Regions from separate parts of the Mus musculus genome. Here region 1 is linked to region 2. The links are chromatin contacts, called in public HiChIP or PLAC-seq maps. All regions are on one chromosome and are shown on one strand. Each heading gives the region's core, a stretch centred on a gene start, on an enhancer-like site or on the middle of the called end of the contact. The rest is flanking DNA. Distances are from core to core; before and after follow the strand shown.

Evidence for each region. HiChIP or PLAC-seq counts read pairs in DNA pulled down with a chosen protein or histone mark.
Region 1: an H3K4me3 HiChIP or PLAC-seq map of fetal liver shows a contact between it and region 2, with 3 times the contacts expected there. The contact joins the promoter of Klhdc8b here to the enhancer-like site in region 2. A contact is called at or near these places in 6 of 115 datasets of contacts at active chromatin or transcription factors (the SCID.adh cell line, bone marrow-derived macrophages, embryonic stem cells and 1 more) and 1 of 9 other capture datasets (adipose tissue).

What each region holds. Positions count from the first base shown.
Region 1 is chr9:108,451,352-108,454,757 of GRCm38.p6, reverse strand. Klhdc8b (kelch domain containing 8B) reads left to right here and starts at 1,957. Exons shown (of 6, transcript NM_001359428.1): 1 at 1,957-2,441; 2 at 3,367-3,406. It also overlaps a transcript of Ccdc71 not described here.
Region 2 is chr9:108,109,857-108,112,988 of GRCm38.p6, reverse strand. It overlaps Bsn (bassoon), which reads left to right. Exons shown (of 12, transcript NM_007567.2): 5 at 1-3,104. Among named protein-coding and RNA genes, the nearest start is that of Apeh, 17 kb to the right of the region's middle. Within about 2 kb of position 1,563, at least 53 of the 459 cell types and tissues checked have an H3K27ac peak or open chromatin away from gene starts, as enhancers often do. A contact at or near this core is called in bone marrow-derived macrophages and fetal liver, where this site is marked.

The DNA.
Region 1 (3,406 bases), core at 708-3,207, 340 kb before region 2:
GGAGGGAATAAGAGAATCAGAAATTCAGTCATCCTTGGCTATGTAGCAAGTTTGGGATTAGCCTGAGCTACAGGAGATCTGACTCAAAAAAGAAAAAAAAAAGTTCACTGGGGCCTTTCATCCCAGCACTGGGGTTGAGGAAGAGGCAGATAACAGATCGCTCTGTGTTACAGGCTAGTCTGGTCTACAAGGCGAGTTCCAGGGCTGTCAGGACTGCTGCACAGAGAACCCTGTCTAGAAACAAACAAGAATTGCAATTGCTTCAAAAACAATTTGGAGGAAGAAGTAGCAAGAGACGAGGTGGCAGATAACAAGGCAGTGGCATCTGGGGACAGATGGCTTCAGAATTCAGAGGGAGCAGAAAGAGATAGCCTTGACTTAGACTGGGAGACATTAAAAAGCAGATGCTTGTAAGTGGTAAACAGTAGGAAAGCAAGCAGAGGGGGCTTAGAACAGGGACAGTGGGGAACATGAGGACACGAGAACATGGGGTACATACCAGAGCCCCAAGTGAGGAGCAGCCTGAGGATGGGAGACTTGGCACTGAGTGGTAGAGAAGGGCCCTTTAGAGTCTGTGCAGTTTGAGGCCAGTCTTTGCGCCATCATTTCTAGACATGCCCTTCACTTCAAACTGACAACCACTGAGAGAGCTATAGGCTCTATTTAGTCATAAAGAAGGGTTCATCCACATTTTGGACAGTCAGAATTTTGGGCATGCAAAGGCATTAGTACTGTATGATCCCTGGGGATGTGAAGGTGGGTTTCTTAGGTCCCCTTGTTCTTGGGAGCAGTAACAATATAAGACCCATGTTTCTAGTCACCTCCCAGAATCCCCAGGTTGCAGTTACCCACGGTGGTAACTGATGGTACCTCCTTTATTGGCTGCTTTCCTTGGTCTTCTTGCTACTTCTCTGCGGGTGCTTCCTGGCTTCACCTCCTACACTAACCACACACACTTGTGTCACTGCCTCAAGATCTGCGTTGGGAAAATTAAGCTAAACACTGTACACAAAAGGGTCGGAATCAATGAGCAGACACAGACAAGTGCAGGAGCTGTTCACACAAGCTTTCCAACTGGAAGCTTCGGCTGATCAGAATGCTCACAAGATAGGCTGAGCCAAAGTGTGAATCAGAGGTAGGTGGATGCAGCTGGTCTTTGCTACTTTGTGGGTTTTTTTCCCACCCTTCATCCCCCAGTTTCAACCCCTATCACTAGATAGGAGAGAAAGAAGGATAGAGGGGAGAGATAAATAGAGGTCCTTGAATCTAATTTCTTTTGACAACTAACAAACTGCAACTAGTCCCCTCCCCACTGATGGCCAACAACCACCCATCCACCCCCCAGGGCTCTCAAACTTATATCCTCTGAGAAGTACCCAGAATTCCAAACATAACACAATCACAGAAACTATGTGCAGCTGGCAAAACCCTGCTTTTGCTAGAACACAGGCAAATCGTAGTCAGCTGCTGGGAAGCAGCCCCGTATCTCCACACCTGGCATTAAAACAAAAACATATTCCTATACGATTTCTCTGATGTTAAAAGAAATCAAAATTTCAGAATTCTCACTCCAGGGGAGTCTTTGTCACACCAGTTTGCTATCACATGACCACGGAGTTGGCTAGAGATGAGCTCTGTACCCTGAAGATGAACAGTCACCCAACCTCTGAGTAGTAGCCCCAGAGTAGCATTAGGCAGAGAGACTCCTGGCATCTGGCTGATTGTGCACATCCACTGCTCGGATCGAAGCAAAAATAACCTACTTTTCTATAAAGAAGGTCTAGATAGGCCCCAAGGCTAGTACAGTCTGCCCCTCCACCCTACAAGCTGCTAGTCTCCATATACACTAAGGGATCTTTTCTGTGTCCTGCTTTGTGTCATGGTTAGGACAGCTCGGCTGGGCTCCCCAACCAGAGGCCCAGGCTACAGCCCTAGTGGCCTCTAGGGGGCGCCGCTGGGAAGCTTGTGGTTTGGCACCTCCAAGCTCAGTTGTGATGGGCGGACTCCGACCCCTAAAGGCCCCAGGTTCCACTGGCTAGCCCCTGGCTGATTGTACCCAGAGTGGATCCGACTCACAACGACACCCGCCTCCGATCCCACCATACCGGTGTTGTGTTGCTCGCCGCTGCCTCATTTCTATCATCGCCCCAGGTAGAGCCCTAAATCCTGGCCGGCCGGATGTCCATATGCCTGTCTGTTCATTTTGGGTGACCGTGGGTCGGTGCGCCCTACTCCTGCCGTGGCATGTGCAGAGTTAAGGCGGGAGGAGGTTTCCCCGAATCTGGGGAGGGGGGAGCGAGGGGCGGACCCGGTCCAGCCCCGCCCCACGCCGGAGCGGTGCGGGAGCCCCACCAGAGCCCAGCTTCAGCCCTAGCCGGAGCCAGCGGAGGCGGAGGCGGAACAGCGGACCCCGTGCCCTGGCGACATTTGAGATCCAGCAGGTGAGTCCCGCGGGAACCTCGCGCAGGGGAAGTTTGGGGCATGAAGGATAGAACCTTAATTAAACCCACTAGCCAGACCCGCCCCCCACTCTCCTTTGAGTTGGAAGTTTGGGGCCAGGAGGCCGTCCCTGTTAAATCCCGGGACTGAGAGTGGAGACCCCCAGCATACACATAGAGACATAGACACAGAGAGATACACACACAGCAAAAGGGGAGGCTAAGGAATGTGCTCTTGGGTGGGGGGTGTCAGGAATCCAGCCGTTTATTCCTACAGGAAAAGCCCTGGACTCAGGGACCTTCTAATCCTGTGCTCAAGAGATTCTCTACACCAGCCTTTTAAAACCTCCTCAGCAGGGAATCTGCTGGCATCGCCACACCCATAAAGGATGGACTTCAAAGGGAGTGTGGAATCCTGGAGTCTAGCCCCTTTGGGTCTCGCATATGAGACTGGCCTTTTGCTGATATAAATGGTTATACCTTGTAGAAGATCCTTCTTGTAAGGACTACAGGATGAGGGACCCTGATGGCTGGACCCAGGTTGTTGAAGGCACACTAGATGCCAGTGTGTAGAGGATGCAGAACTCTCTTGGAGCACTGAGATAAGACTTGTTGGGACAGGAAGCACGCTAGGATGGAGATTTGGGCTCTATCTTCCCTTCCACTCTAAATTGATCAAGTTACTATTTGCTAGTTCTTAAGGTTGGGGAGGGAAGAATCCCTCATGTTCCCACAAGAACCGAGAACGCCTTCTGGGTACCTGGAATCTATTCTTCCCACTATAGAAGGACCTTCACCAGTAGAGTGTTAGTCAAAGGTGTGGGTCTTTCTGCACGAGTGGTTTTGGGCCTGGCCTGCCTTCAGCTACATGTTGTTCATCTGTTTCTTGACAGTGGCCCTGACCCTTTGTTTTCTGCCTCCCCTCCAGGTCAAGGCAAGATCCCTTGGACTGGGCAGACACACCCATC
Region 2 (3,132 bases), core at 314-2,813:
GGTCACATGCTCCTCCAGGTACCAGGAAGCCACACACAGTGGTGGTACAGATGGGAGAGGGCACAGCCGGCACAGTGACTACCCTGCTCCCAGAAGAGCCGGCAGGTGCCCTGGACCTCACCGGAATGAGGCCCGAGAGCCAGCTGGCATGCTGTGACATGGTCTACAAGTTTCCTTTTGGCAGTAGCTGCACTGGCACCTTCCATCCTGCCCCTAGCGCACCCGACAAGAGTGTGACCGATACAGCCCTGCCTGGCCAAAGCAGTGGCCCCTTCTACAGTCCCAGAGACCCTGAGCCCCCTGAGCCCCTCACCTTCCGCACACAGGGGGTAGTAGGACCTGGGCCCCATGAAGAACAGAGGCCCTACCCACAGGGCCTGCCTGGAAGGCTATACTCCTCCATGTCTGACACCAATTTGGCCGAAGCTGGCCTCAACTACCATGCCCAGAGGCTTGGGCAGCTCTTCCAGGGACCTGGGAGGGACTCGGCAGTGGACCTCAGCTCACTGAAGCACTCGTACAGCTTAGGCTTTGCTGATGGACGCTACTTAGGGCAGGGCTTACAGTATGGCTCCTTCACGGACCTGCGTCACCCCACAGACCTTTTGTCTCACCCACTTCCCCTGCGGCGCTATAGCTCGGTGTCAAACATCTATTCAGATCATAGGTACGGCCCACGGGGAGATGCAGTTGGCTTCCAGGAGGCCAGCCTGGCCCAGTACAGTGCCACCACAGCCCGAGAGATCAGCCGCATGTGTGCTGCCCTCAACTCCATGGACCAGTACGGTGGGCGGCATGGCAGCGGGAGTGGTGGGCCTGACCTTGTGCAGTATCAGCCCCAGCATGGGCCTGGCCTCAGTGCTCCACAGGGTCTGGCTCCCCTTAGATCCGGCCTCCTTGGCAACCCCACCTACCCAGAAGGGCAGCCAAGCCCTGGAAACCTTGCTCAGTATGGGCCTGCAGCAAGCCAAGCAACAGCAGTCAGACAGCTACTCCCGTCCACAGCAACAGTGCGCGCAGCCGATGGCATGATCTATTCGACTATCAATACCCCAATTGCTGCAACGCTGCCCATCACCACCCAGCCTGCCTCGGTACTGCGGCCCATGGTGCGTGGTGGCATGTACAGGCCTTATGTATCTGGTGGAGTCACAGCTGTGCCCCTTACCAGCCTGACCCGTGTGCCCATGATTGCTCCTCGGGTACCTCTTGGACCAGCAGGGCTATACCGCTATCCTGCACCAAGATTCCCCATTGCTTCCAGCGTTCCACCTGCTGAAGGACCTGTCTATTTGGGGAAGCCTGCTGCAGCCAAGGCCTCGGGGGCAGGAGGTCCGCCAAGGCCTGAGCTACCAGCAGGGGTTGCTCGTGAAGAACCCTTTTCCACAACTGCCCCTGCTGTCATCAAGGAAGCCCCCGTGGCCCCTGCCCCGGGCCCGGCCCCGGCCCCACCACCTGGCCAGAAGCCAGCAGGAGAGGCCGTCGCTGGGAGTGGCAGTGGGGTCCTCAGCCGGCCTGCGTCGGAGAAGGAGGAAGCGTCTCAGGAGGACCGGCAGCGGAAGCAACAGGAGCAGCTGCTGCAGCTGGAGCGGGAACGGGTAGAGTTGGAAAAGCTGCGGCAGTTGCGGCTGCAGGAGGAGCTGGAGCGGGAGAGGGTGGAGCTGCAGAGGCATCGTGAGGAGGAGCAGCTGCTGGTGCAGCGAGAGCTGCAGGAGCTGCAGACCATCAAGCAGCATGTGCTGCAGCAGCAGCAGGAAGAGCGCCAGGCTCAGTTTGCACTGCAGCGTGAGCAGCTGGCACAGCAGCGACTGCAACTAGAGCAGATCCAGCAACTGCAGCAGCAGCTGCAGCTGCAGCTGGAGGAGCAGAAGCAGAGGCAGAAGGCCCCCTTTCCTGCCACCTGTGAGGCACCTAGCCGAGGGCCTCCCCCGGCTGCCACCGAGCTGGCCCAGAATGGCCAGTACTGGCCACCGCTGACCCACGCGGCCTTCATTGCTGTGGCGGGGACTGAAGGGCCCGGGCAACCTCGTGAGCCTGTGCTGCACAGGGGCCTCCCCAGCTCCGCCTCAGACATGTCACTGCAAACCGAGGAGCAGTGGGAGGCAGGCCGTAGTGGCATCAAGAAACGTCACTCCATGCCACGCCTGAGAGATGCCTGTGAGCCAGAGTCGGGACCTGATCCCAGCACGGTCAGGAGAATTGCAGACAGCAGTGTTCAGACAGATGATGAGGAGGGTGAGGGCCGCTACCTTGTGACTCGCAGGCGCAGGACGCGGCGCAGTGCTGACTGCAGTGTGCAGACAGATGATGAGGACAATGCCGACTGGGAGCAACCCGTCCGCCGCCGCAGGTCTCGTCTTTCCCGTCACTCAGACTCAGGCTCTGACAGCAAGCACGATGCCACTGCTTCCTCATCCACCACGGCCGCCGCCACTGCGAGGGCCATGAGCAGCGTGGGCATACAGACCATCAGCGACTGCTCCGTCCAGACCGAGCCCGAGCAGCTGCCCAGGGTCTCTCCAGCCATCCACATCACGGCTGCCACCGACCCAAAGGTGGAGATTGTCAGGTACATATCAGCACCAGAAAAGACTGGGCGCGGGGAGAGCCTGGCCTGCCAGACAGAACCGGATGGACAGGCTCAGGGTGTGGCTGGGCCACAGCTCATAGGACCAACTGCCATCAGCCCCTACCTACCTGGCATCCAGATAGTCACCCCAGGAGCCCTGGGCAGATTTGAGAAGAAGAAGCCGGATCCTCTGGAAATCGGTTACCAGGCCCACCTGCCCCCGGAGTCCCTGTCGCAGCTTGTGAGCCGCCAGCCTCCTAAGTCTCCACAAGTGCTCTACTCTCCAGTGTCGCCCCTGTCCCCACACCGGCTCCTGGACACTTCGTTTGCTTCCAGTGAGAGGCTGAACAAGGCTCATGTGAGTCCCCAGAAGCAATTCATAGCTGACAGCACCCTTCGCCAGCAGACTCTGCCTCGCCCCATGAAGACCCTGCAGCGGTCTCTGTCCGACCCTAAGCCCCTGAGCCCCACCGCCGAGGAGTCTGCCAAAGAGAGATTCTCCCTCTACCAGCACCAGGGGGGACTAGGTAGCCAGGTATGGGCACAGGGGCTGGTCCAGGGTG